Linked DNA regions of Mus musculus: region 1 is linked to region 2. Evidence: chromatin contacts called from public promoter capture Hi-C data. All regions are on one chromosome and are shown on one strand. Each heading gives the region's core, a stretch centred on a gene start, on an enhancer-like site or on the middle of the called end of the contact. The rest is flanking DNA. Distances are from core to core; before and after follow the strand shown. Region 1 holds the start of Tns1 (tensin 1). Region 2 holds the start of Catip (ciliogenesis associated TTC17 interacting protein).

Region 1 (4,342 bases), core at 1,152-3,651, 240 kb after region 2:
GCAAGTCCAATGGGCCTCTCTTTCCAGTGATGGCTGACTAGGCCATCTTTTGATACATATGCAGCTAGAGACAAGAGCTCCGGGGTACTGGTTAGTTCATATTGTTGTTCCACCTATAGGGTTGCAGTTCCCTTTAGCTCCTTGGGTACTTTCTCTAGCTCCTCCATTGGGGGCCCTATGATCCATCTAATAGCTGACTGTGAGCATCCACTTCTGTGTTTTCTAGGCCCCGGCATAGTCTCATAAGAGACAGCCATATCTGGGTCCTTTCAGCAAAATCTTGCTAGTGCATGCAATGGTATCAGCAGTCTCTACTTATTGAGCTATCACTGGTGTTGGTCACCCTGGCCATTGCTGACATCTTTGTCTCATTCAATCCCCTTAGTAGCCTCCAGAGCATAGCATTACACATGGTGACTAGGCACAGAGAGGGTAAATCTCAGCCCAGTATCACAAAGCTGTAAGCTGAGCTCAGACTTCCTTATGAGTCGAACAGAATGCCTGCACCATGGGGACACCCAGCTAGGGGAACTGTCACCTCCTTTCCCCCGGACTAGCCCCTGAGCCTCAGCAGAGTGTCATTGCCTTGGGACCCACATTCATCCTTTCCAGGGCCCCAGCTGAGTGGAAAATGTATGTTCTCTGGGAAAGCATGCAGAAGTAGACAGAGGGTGCAACATTGGGACTGAACCAATGTTCGGTGTGGGGAGCAGGGTGCCTGGTTTGAATCCCACCACCCTCTCTCGTAGAACTCTACTTCTGTCTCTCAAGGGTCCTGGGGCTCAGAGAGGGATACTGTTGCCCTTGAAGGATGTTGAATGAGCTTAGGCTGAGATCCTGGCATCAAAAGCCAGGCCAGGTGTCCAGCTTCCCAGGCAGGAGTGCTGGAGTTTGTGGGCAGGGTAGCTCTGGCATGATCCTGTAGCAGTGGATCATGGGGGGAAGAAAGGGAAAAGAAGAAAAGAAAGGCTAGGACAGCAGTGCATGGGGCCCAGGATCGGGAGTCAGAAGATAAAGGTCCCGTCCTGGACTGGTCACCCTTTCTTAGGCTCCACTTTCCTGACCTGTACACCAAGGGTTAGACAGAAGTTCTCTACAAGCTGGGCGTGGTGGCGCACGCCTTTAATCCCAGCACTGGAGAGGCAGAGGCAGGCGGATTTCTGAGTTCGAGGCCAGCCTGGGCTACAAAGTAAGCTCCAGGACAGCCAGGGCTATACAGAGAAACCCTGTCTCAAAAAAACAAAAAACAAAAAACAAACAAAAAAGAAGTTCTCTACAGACCTTTTCTAGGGTCTCTCTACCTAATCCCCAAGCCCAGGGACTCCCGTGCTCACCTGAGAAAAGCTTGTCTGTTTGGGATGTGGGCAGGATTCTGTAGCCTGAGTATGTCCCTTGTGACTGTGGGCTCTGCACAGTCTTTTCCAGCTCTCCTGCCTGGGGAGTGACTCAGCCCAGCCTGAAGGGGGCTGGACCAACCCTGGCCAGGGAGAAGTGGTAGAGAAAGATCAGGGCACTGAGGCAGAATGGGTGGCTTCCTCAAAGTCATCTGGCATGAGGCCAGTTGGTGGCAAAACACAACACCGGCAGGGGCTTCCTTTCCCGGGCACCTGCTCCTGTCTTTCTGTCTTGTTGCCAGTAGATGGCGGAAAGGGGCTGACAGAAGCGCTAGTGGGCTCCTTTTCTCGAGTTGTCTCTTCTGTCACTGGACTGAAAGTGACACAGGTGGGGAGAAGGGGCAAACGGCCACCAAGTGTCTTTCTCCCTCCTCTTACCCCAGCCAGCTGCGGGATCCCAGTCAGTGTTGGGGTGCCTTCCTTCCAGCCCTGGTACCCACTTCCCGGGGATGGAAACGCCAGGTGGGCTGCTCGGTGTAGGGTGGTCTTTCCCGCTGCTCTCGTTCAACTTCCTGGTGCTGGGGTCATCCTTTTTCTAGGCCAGGCTGGCATGTCACTTAAAACCAAGGGTTAGGGACTTCTAGAACTACTTTTACGAGCTCGAGGAACTACTTGTAAGTAGGGCTCAGAGCGATCCCCAAACGTGCTGTTCTCTGCTCCATGTCCCGCCCTTCTGCCCGGTGCAGAGCCAGATCTAACCCCGGCGCTCCCCTCGTCCTCCATGCCACCGTCTCTGTCCCTTCAGATCCCTTCTCTGGTGTCAGTCTCTCAGTCGCTCACTAGTCACGGCGTCGCTCTCTTGCGTTCCCAGTTCAGCCTGTCCCGGGGATCCCGCCGCCGCCCCTCCCGCCTTCCCGCGCCCTCGGGTCCCCTCCCCGCCTTCTGCCTCCAGCGTCCGTGTCGCCGCCCCTCGCCAGGCCCCGCACTCCCACTGCCTGGCAGAGCGGTGGCGGAGGCGGAGGCGGACTCCGACGGGGCGGGCCGGGGGCGTCGCCCTTCTTCCCCACGTCGCAGACGCCTGGGGCCGAGAGGTCGCTGGGGCTGGGGGGCGGGCCGGCTCGCGGGTAGTCCGCGTCCCCGCCCCGGGCCCGCCGGGTCCCGGGCCGGATGGGCTGCACCGTGAGCCTGGTGTGCTGCGAGGCGCTCGAGCCTCTGCCCTCCTGCGGCCCGCAGCCCCCCGGGACTCCGCCGGGCCCCGCGCGGCCCGAGCGCTGTGAGCCCGGGGGTGCGGCGCCCGACCCGAGGAGGCGGCTGCTGCTTCAGGTAGGGAGCTGTGGGCCGGATGCGGGCAGCGGGCACGGCAGAGCCCGGTCCATCTGGGACAGTAAGGAGTCTGGGAAGGTGTAGGTAGGAGAGTGGGAGGGCCCTGCAGTCAGTTCTGTGGAGGTCACACCTGGGCCTCTGGTGTCCTTGAAGGGCAAATACCTGTGAGACGTTGGTGCCAGGTCTGTGATCCACTGCTAGAGAAATTGAAGCAGGGAGGTTCTAAGCCAAGGCCAGCATAGTGAGATCGTTTCTCCAACAAACTAAAACCAACCAAATCCCCCAACTCAAACTCTCCCAAACACCAAAACTAGTAAGACAAAAAACCCAAAACAAGCAAGAAGAAAGAGGAAAAAGCAAGAGGCAGAGAGAGGGAGGCAGCAGGCTATTAGTGAGAATTTGGAACCACCCAAGGGTGCTGGGGTGAGGAGAGAAAGGTTAATATCCTCTTAGCTTGGAGTGGGGGGGGGGGGGGCAGAATGGTGGCTGTCTTGGTGTTTTCTACCAGGAGGAACGGGGCTGTCAGAGCCAGCAGGGCCCACAGTAGGATCTGAGGAGGTGGGTGGGTCCAGTAGAGTCCCCCTTTCTCCTCCCTCCTATTCTTTTCTCGGTGAGTCTTGGAACCTGGATGCTGAAAAGTGACCAGGAGCAAAAATAGTGATGACCAGGGAAGCAGGCTGGCTGGACACCCCGGGCTTTGCATAGGCTCTGTATTTTCCTGGAGAGGAAAAAAAATGGTGTTTTGTATCAGCAGGGACTGGCCATCTCTAGTTCAGCCCTTGCAGAACCCTAGTCTCCCTCTCGGGATAGGAGGAGCAGTCTCATGGGATGGTGTGCTGACTTTGTTCTGGGCGAGACTGGGGCCCTTCAGTTCCTTCTCCACTGGAGGCCAGCAGAGTTAGCGTTGACTCCAAGTGCATCCTGCAACCACATCCCAGGGCACCTCCATACGGACAGAGGCGGGCCGATATGGCAATATGTACTTATGCACATGTTTTTGTGAGTGCGTCAAGTGCCCAAGACTCTCCTCTGCACCACTTGACTGGCTACACCACTAGGGCACAGATGAGAGCATATTGGTGGTTATATGCCACAGGCAGAGGCACAGGGTTGGGAACTTGTAAATGGAACGCTCTATCCTGCAAGGTGGTAGACAGTGACTGGTCACAATGAATGATAGATCTGGGGACGGAATTGTCATCTGTGTCCCAAAGTGGCTGGTGTCCTAGCTGGATTCTCATGAAATAATCCGGGGGAGGACTCGGGGAGCCTGGAAGTAAGAATTGGGTATCCCAGTTCCTGGTGATGGGCACAGAACTGGGGTGACATGCTAGAGCTCTTAGCTTCCTGTCCCTCCAAAGTCATTAGGATATCCTCTCCAACCCCCACCCCAGCTCAGAGCCTCTCACTCCTCTACCTTGCAAGATGTCCAGGGTTGATGAGGAGACAGTAGCTCTCCCTATCTCAGATCCTGGGTTATCCCTTTGAGGGTAAGTCTGAGCTGCTCACTGGGGGTTGGGGATTCGAGTAGAGAGCCCTGGGAGGCATCTCAGACACCACTGTACATACCTTGATGCTCCTACCTCTTGCTTGGCAGAGCTCTCCAGGCTGACCATCCACTTTCCTGTTTTATTCTGCTGCTCTTCAGACATGGCCCCAACCCTTCTGTGGTCTCTCTATGGGCT
Region 2 (4,101 bases), core at 1,600-4,099:
TTTTCTGTGTAGTGACCTTTATGTACAGAAGGTTGCTTCCCACCTTTTCGTTCCCACTTATCCCGGGTGCTCTGTTCTCACTCTTCTTCCTACCACGTTTGTCTAACTGCTGTTGCTCCAGTGTACTTCATTTTGCCCTCAGGACCTAGACCCAACCCACCTTGCTTACCACCCTCCCACATCACATCTGTGTTTCCCACCTCAGTGGCCTTCATGACCCTTCTAGTTCTCCCCAGGTTGATTCCTTTGCCCAGAGACAGTACTCACGTAGGTGCAATGGCAGAGCTTGCCCTCCGAGTCTAAGGCTAGGAAGCGAGCCCCACTGGGCACCGACTGCTGCCAGGCCATCACTCTCAGCAGCACCACATTGGCTGCACTGGAGACAAAGCCCTTGAATGTTTTATAGGGGAAAACAGAGACTCCGGTCTTCGTTTCCTGTTTGGGGCAGATCTTGGAGCTCAGAAGAGGCAGGAGGTGTTGGAGCAGGGTGTTGGTTATGTAAGCACCTGACCTCGCACAGCTCGTCCCTGCTGTGGTTCTGAGGATGTGGGAGGGGTTCCCACTTGGCTTTCACTCTTACCTCACCCTCCTTGACACTTCTGGTCACAACAAACTGGCCATCCTGCTTCAGGACGCTCATCTTCCTCTCCATGGGAAGGACAGGGAACTGAAGAGCAGAGCACACAGGAGAGACAATCACGTGCTCGCCCTTGAGAGGCTACCTCCCATCCTATCTTCGACGCTGTTTGTCTGTGGTTTGTTTTTCTGAGAGAAAAAAAAATAGTTCAGAATGGCCTGGAACTCCCTATGTAGCTCAGGATAGCCTTGTACTTGCAACAATTCTCCTGCCTCAGCCTCCTAAGCACTGGGATTATAGGCAAATGCAGTCAATCTTAGTTTTTTATAAACAAAATAAGACAAAAGTCCCTGTCTTGATAAATAAAAAAGATAAAATAAGACAGGCAGGCAGGCGGGCAAGCAGACAAAAAGATGAACAAAAAGCCTCATAGCCTGGTGTGGTGGTCCTCATAGCCTGGTGTGGTGGTCCAGCACTTGGGAGGGGGGTCAGGGGTTCCAAATCACCCTCAGCTACACACCATGTCTGAGGCCAGTCTAGTTATGAGACTGCCTCAAAATAGGAAGGAAGGGGAGGAGAGGGAGGAAAGGAGATCTTCCATTTATGGTGGAAGTCAGAAATAGGCCCATAGTATGTAATAGGAAAGATGAACAGCTGTAAACCTCAGAACGGAACACAGGCTGGAAGCTGGGAACAGATTCTCTGAGAAGGCTGTTAGGCCCAAGTCATCTCCCATGTTTAGACAGGGCATGGCCCCACAGAGGAAGTTTCTGAAGGGACTGGGTGAAGAGGATAGAGCCAGATTTGGAGGCTAAATAGTGACAGGCTCTGGGAAAGGTCAGGTCACGTGGCTCTGGGAAGTGGACCAGGCTTTCAGGCCGGAGGAGGCCAGTGGGCTGGGCTCGGTTTGTGCATCCAGACAACATCAGCAGCAGTAATGGAGGTGACTGGTTATCAAACCAACCGTGTGTGGTGCAGGTTCGGGCTGGTGGGATATGGGAGTGTGATATTCTCCAGAGGTCCCTCCCACCCTCGTAAAGCCCATGTTCTGGCTTACCCTGGAGCAGGGGCAAGGCTGGGGGAGGCTGGGAGTAAATACCTTGATGAACTCCTGACTGTGCTGTTCCATCAGCTCCAGATTGTTGTTTAGGTAGCCTGGGGTACAGGGAGGCACTGATGTCATAGGATGGACGCTAGGGAACGGGCTGGCCCAGGCTGGGGCAACGTGGCCATGGGAAAATGACAGGGTGGTCAACACTGTTCTTGTCCTGGGTATGTGACTGGGAATGACCTCCCCTCCTCCTCCCTCTCCTCTCCCCCTTCCTCTTCTTCCCCTCCCCCAGGCTTTACCCTCTCCCAGGTAAGTCAAGGGGCAGGTCCCAATTAAGGACCTATGGATTGGAATGGGGGTGGGGCGTGGAGAGAAGATGTGAGGGACAGGCAGCAGTCAGGGCTGTACCTAGGAGGGAGCTCCCACACAGCGATTTGTCTAGGAAGCCGCGGCTAGAGGCGTGGACCAGTAGACAGTGGGTCAGGATCCCTATGTCGTCCTTGTACTTCCCCCTCTGCACCTCAATGGTCAGTTCTCCCTGAGGTTCCCCTGTGTCTGAGAGGATGGCCAGAGTCTCCGGGAAGAACAGGAGCATATCCTCCAGCCCTGGGTGGTGCAGAGAAGCTGTCTCTCCAGGCCCAGCCTCTAGACCCCACACCACCCACTCACCCCTTGTCACGTCTCCCATCTCCTAACCAGCCCCGTCACTCCTCCTTGTCATCACTCGGTGCCAGCTGGTAAAGCTCTCCCCGACAGGCTTGTCCCTCCATGTTCATTAGCAAACAGGTCTTTTCTGAATCTCAAGAGGATCGGGTGGAGAGAGAGACTTGTACCTCTCCTCCCCACGCCTGCCCCACCATCTGGCTCACAGAAGGAGTTGAGAAAGCTGATGGCTTCAGCATTGGCTTCTGGGAATGGCTGCTGCTGCTGCCGCTGCTGCTGCTGTTGCTGCAGCTGGCCTAAGTGATGCTGGTCCTTGGCTTTGGAAACTACAAGAGGAAGAAAAAGCTAATAAGTCAGACTCTAGAGAAAAGGGTAGAGTAGGTAGGGATACCTGGTTCTGATCCCCATCCCCAAAAGTTAAATTTGCGAAGACCACACTTTGGTGGGTTTGCAAGGGACAAATACCCCTTCTCCCTCCACCCACAGACCAGAAGTCCATTCCTCACCAGTGGGGGAAACTTTGGAAGACATTTTATTGAGGCTAGTCAGTCTGTGACTAGTAGTCTCCATGGCAACCAGAAAGCTAGGTACTGCCTCTTAAAGGGCAATCAACCCACTTTACTGAACCTAGATTTGTCAAGCTTTGGGGCTCAGCCCAAGCTTAAGAGGTTGTCCAGCAGAGGGAGCCTTTGACATTCTTAAGAGGCTGAGGGAAAGCAGGTCTTTACAACTTCCTTGGGAATTCATGGACGAAGGGGGCTAGAGAGGTGGCTCAGCGGTTGAAAGCAGTGGCTGCTTTTCCAGAGGGCCTGGGTTTGAATCCCAGCACTCACAAGATGGCTCACAACTGTCTCTAGTTCTGTAGGATCCAACACCCACTTCTGGACTCCATGGATACCAGAGACATACATGGCACACACACAAACATCCAACAAAACACCCAAATATATAAAATATAATAATAATAATAATAATAATAATAATAATAATAATAATAATAATAATAATAATAATACAAAGAAGTAGTAGACTAAACCAGAAGTAGTGACTTGTGCCCATAAACCGGGCACTCATGACTCCTGGGCCGGACCTAGGCTCACACACAGAATCCACTTCAAGGTTGGACAACTGTCTTTGTGTGCTACAGTCCCAATAAAAACAGTCTCCTATCTCCTGAGCCTCAGGTTCCCATTCATTGCCTTTACGATGGTGGGAAAGCCTTCGCACTCAGTAGAAACTGTTTCTAATTCCCAGGTTCACCAAGGCTGTTCATCTTCTTTTCTGCAAGCTGCAACTTTCAGAGGGGCCTCTGTGACTCACCTATGAGCTTGGATGCCTCCTCATCTTACTGGGACTGTCATCATTGAGGCATGTAGGCATAATGATGGTCACGCTGAGAGGGACAGCAAAGTCTTTTCTCTTTTGTCTTTTTTGTTTTCCTTTTTGGTTTTTCTTTTTTCTTTTTGATTTTTTCAAGACAGGGTTTCTCTGTGTAGCCCTGGCTGTCCTGGAACTCACTCTGTAGACCAGGCTGGCCTCGAACTCAGAAATCCTCCTGCCTCTGCCTCCCAAGTGCTGGGAACTTTCTTTGTTTTTAAAGATTTATTATTATATCTAAGTACACTGTAGCTGTCTTCAAATGCACCAGAAGAGGGCGTCAGATTTCATTATGGATGGTTGTGAGCCACCATGTGGTTGCTGGGATTTGAACTCAGGTCCTTCGGAAGAGCAGTCAGTGCTCTTAACCACTGAGCCATCTCTCCAGCCCCTTGTTTTGTTGTTTTGAGACAGGGTCTTATATATCCCAGGC

What was found. Capture Hi-C pulls out chosen DNA fragments and counts their contacts.
Region 1: a contact with region 2 is called in a promoter capture Hi-C map of liver. The contact joins the promoter of Tns1 here to the promoter of Catip in region 2. A contact is called at or near these places in 8 of 39 promoter capture datasets (the 3T3-L1 cell line, the HPC-7 cell line, embryonic stem cells and 4 more), 2 of 484 Hi-C or Micro-C datasets (CD4 T cells and embryonic fibroblasts) and 2 of 9 other capture datasets (liver and pancreatic islet).

The regions. Positions count from the first base shown.
Region 1 is chr1:74,122,607-74,126,948 of GRCm38.p6, reverse strand. Tns1 (tensin 1) reads left to right here and starts at 2,401. Exons shown (of 33, transcript NM_001289895.2): 1 at 2,401-2,657. The coding sequence starts at 2,502. It overlaps Rufy4 (RUN and FYVE domain containing 4), which reads right to left and starts at 1,408. Exons shown (of 12, transcript NM_001170641.1): 1 at 1,335-1,408.
Region 2 is chr1:74,360,883-74,364,983 of GRCm38.p6, reverse strand. Catip (ciliogenesis associated TTC17 interacting protein) reads right to left here and starts at 2,849. Exons shown (of 10, transcript NM_001379457.1): 1 at 2,798-2,849; 2 at 2,462-2,617; 3 at 2,037-2,234; 4 at 1,677-1,732; 5 at 581-667; 6 at 268-435. The coding sequence starts at 2,822.